Linked DNA regions of Gossypium hirsutum: region 2 is linked to region 1. A link is a contact called in public Hi-C data. All regions are on one chromosome and are shown on one strand. The core of a region is the stretch at or near the end of the contact, and the rest is flanking DNA. Distances in the headings are between cores, read along the strand shown.

What was found. Hi-C and Micro-C count contacts between places; a contact is called where the count stands out from the background.
Region 2: a contact with region 1 is called in a Hi-C map of leaf, with 1.8 times the contacts expected there. The contact joins the promoter of LOC107891736 here to the promoter of LOC107957212 in region 1. A contact is called at or near these places in 14 of 34 Hi-C or Micro-C datasets (anther, callus, hypocotyl and 3 more).

What each region holds. Positions count from the first base shown.
Region 1 is chrA11:95,771,409-95,774,033 of Gossypium_hirsutum_v2.1, reverse strand. It overlaps LOC107957212 (nucleolar protein 58-like), which reads left to right and starts at 1,310. Exons shown (of 2, transcript XM_041081741.1): 1 at 1,310-1,484; 2 at 1,881-2,625. The coding sequence starts at 1,971. The coding sequence ends at 2,468. It overlaps LOC107891693 (syntaxin-132), which reads right to left and starts at 369. Exons shown (of 13, transcript XM_016816561.2): 1 at 64-369. The coding sequence starts at 81.
Region 2 is chrA11:95,962,949-95,965,573 of Gossypium_hirsutum_v2.1, reverse strand. LOC107891736 (ethylene-responsive transcription factor ERN1) reads right to left here and starts at 1,340. Exons shown (of 1, transcript XM_016816619.2): 1 at 1-1,340. The coding sequence starts at 1,046. The coding sequence ends at 243. LOC107891729 (importin-5) reads right to left here. Exons shown (of 20, transcript XM_016816607.2): 20 at 2,342-2,625.

The DNA of each region.
Region 1 (2,625 bases), core at 61-2,560:
CAAAAACCAACACAGGCAAACAAATAAATGAGTAGAAACAATTCGAAAGTTGCAAAATGTTACCGTTAAAAGGTTGTTCATTGTGGAAAGATGAACAAGACTAAACGAAGCTTCAAAGAGAAGAAACAAAAAATGGAGAAAGCTAAAACGATATTATTATTAATTTTAATTAATAATAACACTATAACTATTATAATTGTTGATAAGACCTGGTTTTTTTTTTTACATTTAAAAAAACCAGGTCTTTTTTTAAATTTTAAGGTTTCAACTTTTTTTTTCCTTTTTATTTTCCCTGTGAATTTTTAAGAGAGAAAAGGGAGAAACAAAAGAGGTGGGGATCCGTTTCAGAAGAATGGCAAAAGCAAACTTCAAAAAAGCGTGGAGACAGATTATCAAGTACGGTGAATTGTAGGGAAATTATTTAATCATAGGCGTTGAAATTTGTAGGTCCCTGGTTTGATGGATGATTAACGGTCATTGTTGATTAGACACGGTTTCAGATGAGGAACATTCTTTCTCTTTTAGAGTTTAGGCCGCGGAAACTCGAAACTTTGGCTTTCCTTGTCTGAAAATGATTCTTTTTAGTTTACACATTTGTCCTTGTTACCTTCATTTGTGGGCGGCGCCACGTTGGAGCAAAGGCTACAGCTACACAAGGTTGTTTTTTCAACCCATTTTAAACATAAATTTTATTTAATATTTTTATAACCTTTATTATAATTATAATTACATTATTTATAAAATATATTTAATATTGCACATATATGAAGGATAATGTTTATAAATATATGACCAAGTGGTGTGGGTTTTTTTTCTTTTTATTTAAAAAATCATTTTATTGTTTGAAGTATAATACGCATAACTATACTCAATTTCCTTTATCGACTTTTATTTAGATTAATAAATATTTTTTTGTTAGAATTTGATATTACAATATAAATTATTAAAAATTGATAAAAATAAAAATAAAAATAAAAAATTATAAAATATATTATATATTATATATTATTTGACTGATTTTATTGGAATTTTTTAAAATTATACTGACAGATAATTTTCGTAGTTAGAATTTTTAAACGTATATTTTTGCAAAAAAATTATATTATTTTTGAGTTAAAAAACATATTATTTACTATTTAGTATATTAATAGTAGAAATTTTTTTATTTTACAAATAAAAACTATTAAGTAAAAATATAATATATAATAATGTATTTTTAAAGTAATATTTTTCTTATCAAGATCTAGAAGGGGGTTTTTCATCCTCTGGCTCAAACTTTTTATTTACTTATTATTTTCTCTTATTCAACGTTCAACATTTTCATCCCTTCAACTACCTTGGATCATTGGCGGGCTGATTCAATCAAATATTCAATACCCAACTTACCCCTTTATATAAAGCAATTGAACCTTCCCCATTTCCCACATAACTCTACTTCTGTCTTAAAAAAAACCTTTGCATCTGCCTGTCTTAGCAAGTCAAAGGTACATACATCTCTAGATTTCATTTTAATTATGTTGCCTTTGGATCTTTATTTCATTTTTCTGAAAGCTTGTTAATATGAAGGGTTTGATTTTTAGTGATCAATTGTTTTGATCGTTTATCTGGGGAAAATGAATCTGGGTTTCTTTTCTTGGCTTGTGAAATGATGTAGAGATAATCATCCATGTTGATGAATATTGTATGTTGAATATATAAGATCTTGATAGTCTTGTGTGTCTGTCAAAGGTAATTTAGTGCTGGGGTTGCATTGGGGAACTGTTTTTCTTGTTTCAGATATTTTGAATATTGTTACATGTTGTAATGTATCAACCATTCCTTACACAGTTAAGTTTAATTGTACTCTGTACTTGCTTATTTATATGCAGCATTTCTTTCAGGGAATTTGTAATAAAAAATAAAACATAGGAAAGGTTTACATTCGAGTTTGGAGAAGAAAGAAGTGTATTTCAAAGTCAAAGGCAAAGGATATGGAGCCAAGCCATGAGAAGGAAGAGAAGCTAAAGACCAAATCAATGGAGAAGGAAAAGCTAATGCATAAGGAGGAAAAGGGAGAGAAACATAAAGAGAAGGATAAGGACAAATCGAAGAAGGAGAAAGAAAAGAAGAAGAAGAAAGAGAAATATAGAGAAGAAGACGAGGATAATGAAGTTGGAGAGATGAAGAATACATCAGAAGAGAAAAAAGTTAAGAAGGAGACGATTCACAAAGATGATGAAGCTGGTGTGAACAATGAGAAGAAAAATAAAAAAGATAAGGAAATGGAGATGAAGAAAGAAGGGATCATAGAAGAAGGCGAAGAGAAAGATGAGAAGAAAAAGAAGAAGAAAGACAAGGAAGAGAAAGAGAAAAATAAAGAAAAGAAGCATGGCATAGAAGAAGATGAGAAGAAAAAGAAGAAAGACAAGGAGGTTAAGGAGAAAAAGAAAGAAAAGAAGTTGAAAGGTGAAGAGGAAGAAAGACAATGAGGCAAAGGATGATGAAGAAATAGAAGAGAAAAAGAAAGACAAAGAGGTAAAAGAAAAGAAGAAGAAGAAGAAGAAGAAACTTAAGAGAAAGCAAACATATATGCATGTAGTTTAGCTTCAACTATGGGGGTTGAGACACTATTTTCAGTTGAAACTT
Region 2 (2,625 bases), core at 91-2,590, 190 kb before region 1:
AGAAAAATGAAAGATATAAAGATCATCATTAAATCAGCATGATTTCATAGACTTTTTTATATTGAGAGATGGATAAGACCTTCCAAAGGAATAGTTGACATTTTACAAAATGGAGATCATCTCTGGTCCCTGGCTGTTATTTTGTCCTTGTGGCCTACAATAACAAGCAATGAAACCTAAATCATCTACTCTCTTGATTTTACAAGGATAAATTGAAGCTAAGACCTATTGAAGATCATGTTTCAGAACTTGTAGGAAAACAAAGAGCATAGTGGTGGAAGATCCCACAAGGCTTCACCAGATTCATTGACAGTTTCTATACACTCTTGAACTCCATTCATTGCATAAAGTGAAGCTGATATTTGTCTTTCCACTTTCATCCTCTCGAATTCTGTTAACTCAGAACCAGTTTCCTCTGGAAAATTCATGATTTCTTGTGTATAAAGAAACCTGTTAAACCCTGTTTCACAGATATAAGAAAAATCTGATTGAGAAGATGCACACTCTAATTCCCTTGTGCAATTGCTCATATCAGGTTTATATGCATCATCAAACAGCTGAGTATCTTGAACCATTTCAACAGGAGAAGAATTCTCATTGCTTAGGCCTCCGCCGCTATTACAACTACCGCTGCTAGTAGTAATACTACAGCTGGGGCTGGGGCTGAGGCTAAAACTTGTGGGGGCTGAGGCTAGAACAGTTTGTTGTTTAGCTTCTTTTTTGGTGTTAAGAAGATTACGAATCCGAGAAGCAAGAGGAGAATCGAAGGAGACGTGAGTAACAAAGTTGGTGCGAGTATTGGAACCACGGAGAAGGCAAGCAGCTTCATCATAAGCTTTAGCAGCATCTTCAGCAGTGTCAAAGGTGCCAAGCCACATCCTGATATTTTTGGTTGTGTCTTTGATCTCAGCTACCCATTTACCAGAAGGTCTTTGTCTTACACCAACAAACTTGTTAACCTTATTGATCTTTTTATTTCTTCCCTTGAATTTGCTCCCCTTGCTAACAGGAATAACTGATTTTTGTTGTTGGAACTGGATTTCCATCGGAATAGAATTGAGGGGGGGGGGGTTTAAAAGGTATCAATGGTGAAGAAGAACAGAAGGTGTATCCTACTACTTGGTCGATTGTCAATGAATAATGGGGGATTTATATGCTTAAAAGGAGGTCTGAGTTTTCTATAAGCGATTTAGCTAACCACCCAAGATTCTTTGTGTGTGTTTTCTTGTGTTTGTCTTATTTCAGGTACTTATGCTTGCTTTTGACTTTCACTGCAATGTCTTATGTGCCCCTTCTCCAACTTGTGATTTTTTAAAGCATTATAAAAAGGGGCCAATAAAAAAATTCTTGGAAGAGTTGGCAAAATTGTCTGTGATGGATTCATCCAAATTATTTATGTTCATTTCAAGACAAAATCTACCTTTTCAAGGACAAGAATGTAATTTTTCAACCCAAGAACAATATATATATTTTTAAGACAAACCTCAAACTTAGGGCAAGGGCAAGGAGGTTGGTTAGTCCTTGTCTAGTTGTCCCCATTCTCTCCCAAGAGTCTCACCCTTTTAACCAAGTCAAAATTTAAGACAAATTTAAAAAAACAAATTTCAAGAGAGCCTCAAAGCTTGCCACTTGGAGGGACTAGAGATAATCCCCTGGAATCTCAGATGAACACAAAAAAGTATGCTTCAAAAACCTATTGCTTACTTGACTCAGACAATTGCACCTACTCTTTAAATTACTCACCATTACCTCATAACAGACAAAACTATCAACAGATTTTTTGATCTTATGCAAGCAAAAGGTAACAAGCCATCTTCGGATGTCATCGACAATAAAAATATACGTATATACATATATAAGACCTTGTCTTATTTCCATGAGAAATCCAAACAACCCTAATAATTAAAGTGGCCTTGAAAGGTATATCATGCAAGGTAACACAGTGCTACAGTACTGATTCATCATGGTTAGCTCTCCAACCTTCCTTATAGGATTGGATGTCAGTTAAATTTCAACTCTCTCCAGAAGCCCTTCTAATTGATCCCTAATGTCGACCTGAATGTAATTTTCTTGTGTCAAGTAATTTGTTTCCCTCCAGGAATTGTAAACCCTCATTAAATTCTTGCTTTTGTTGCTGTTCATTTTAGTTTTGCGTGTTTCTCCTATGAAAGTCCGGTTTTAGATTTTCTCGATGCATTGAATTAGTAGGTGTCACAAAAAGATCACTGTTAAATTGCAGCATGTTTATTCAATGTTGTAGAAAATCTTAAATCTAAAGGAATGCGTTTGATGTTTGCTTGATGATGAAAATGATACTAAAACCATCATTAACAATTTGAGAGAAAGAAACGGACCAATTACAAGTCCCTTGTATTATTATTATGCACTTCCTATACCAAAATTTTGCTATATTCAACCTTCAACCACCATACGCATTGGCCAAAACAGTGCCAAAAAAATTATAGAACATGCTATCAAAACAATAAATAAATAGGTGAAAACATTACTCACCAACAAAACCCTCACCACTTTCTACTTTTCTTTTACCTTCTATTATATAAAATCCATAATTGATTTTTTGTTTTTTTAAATTTGTAGAAGGCTAAGAATACAGGAATCAGAAGC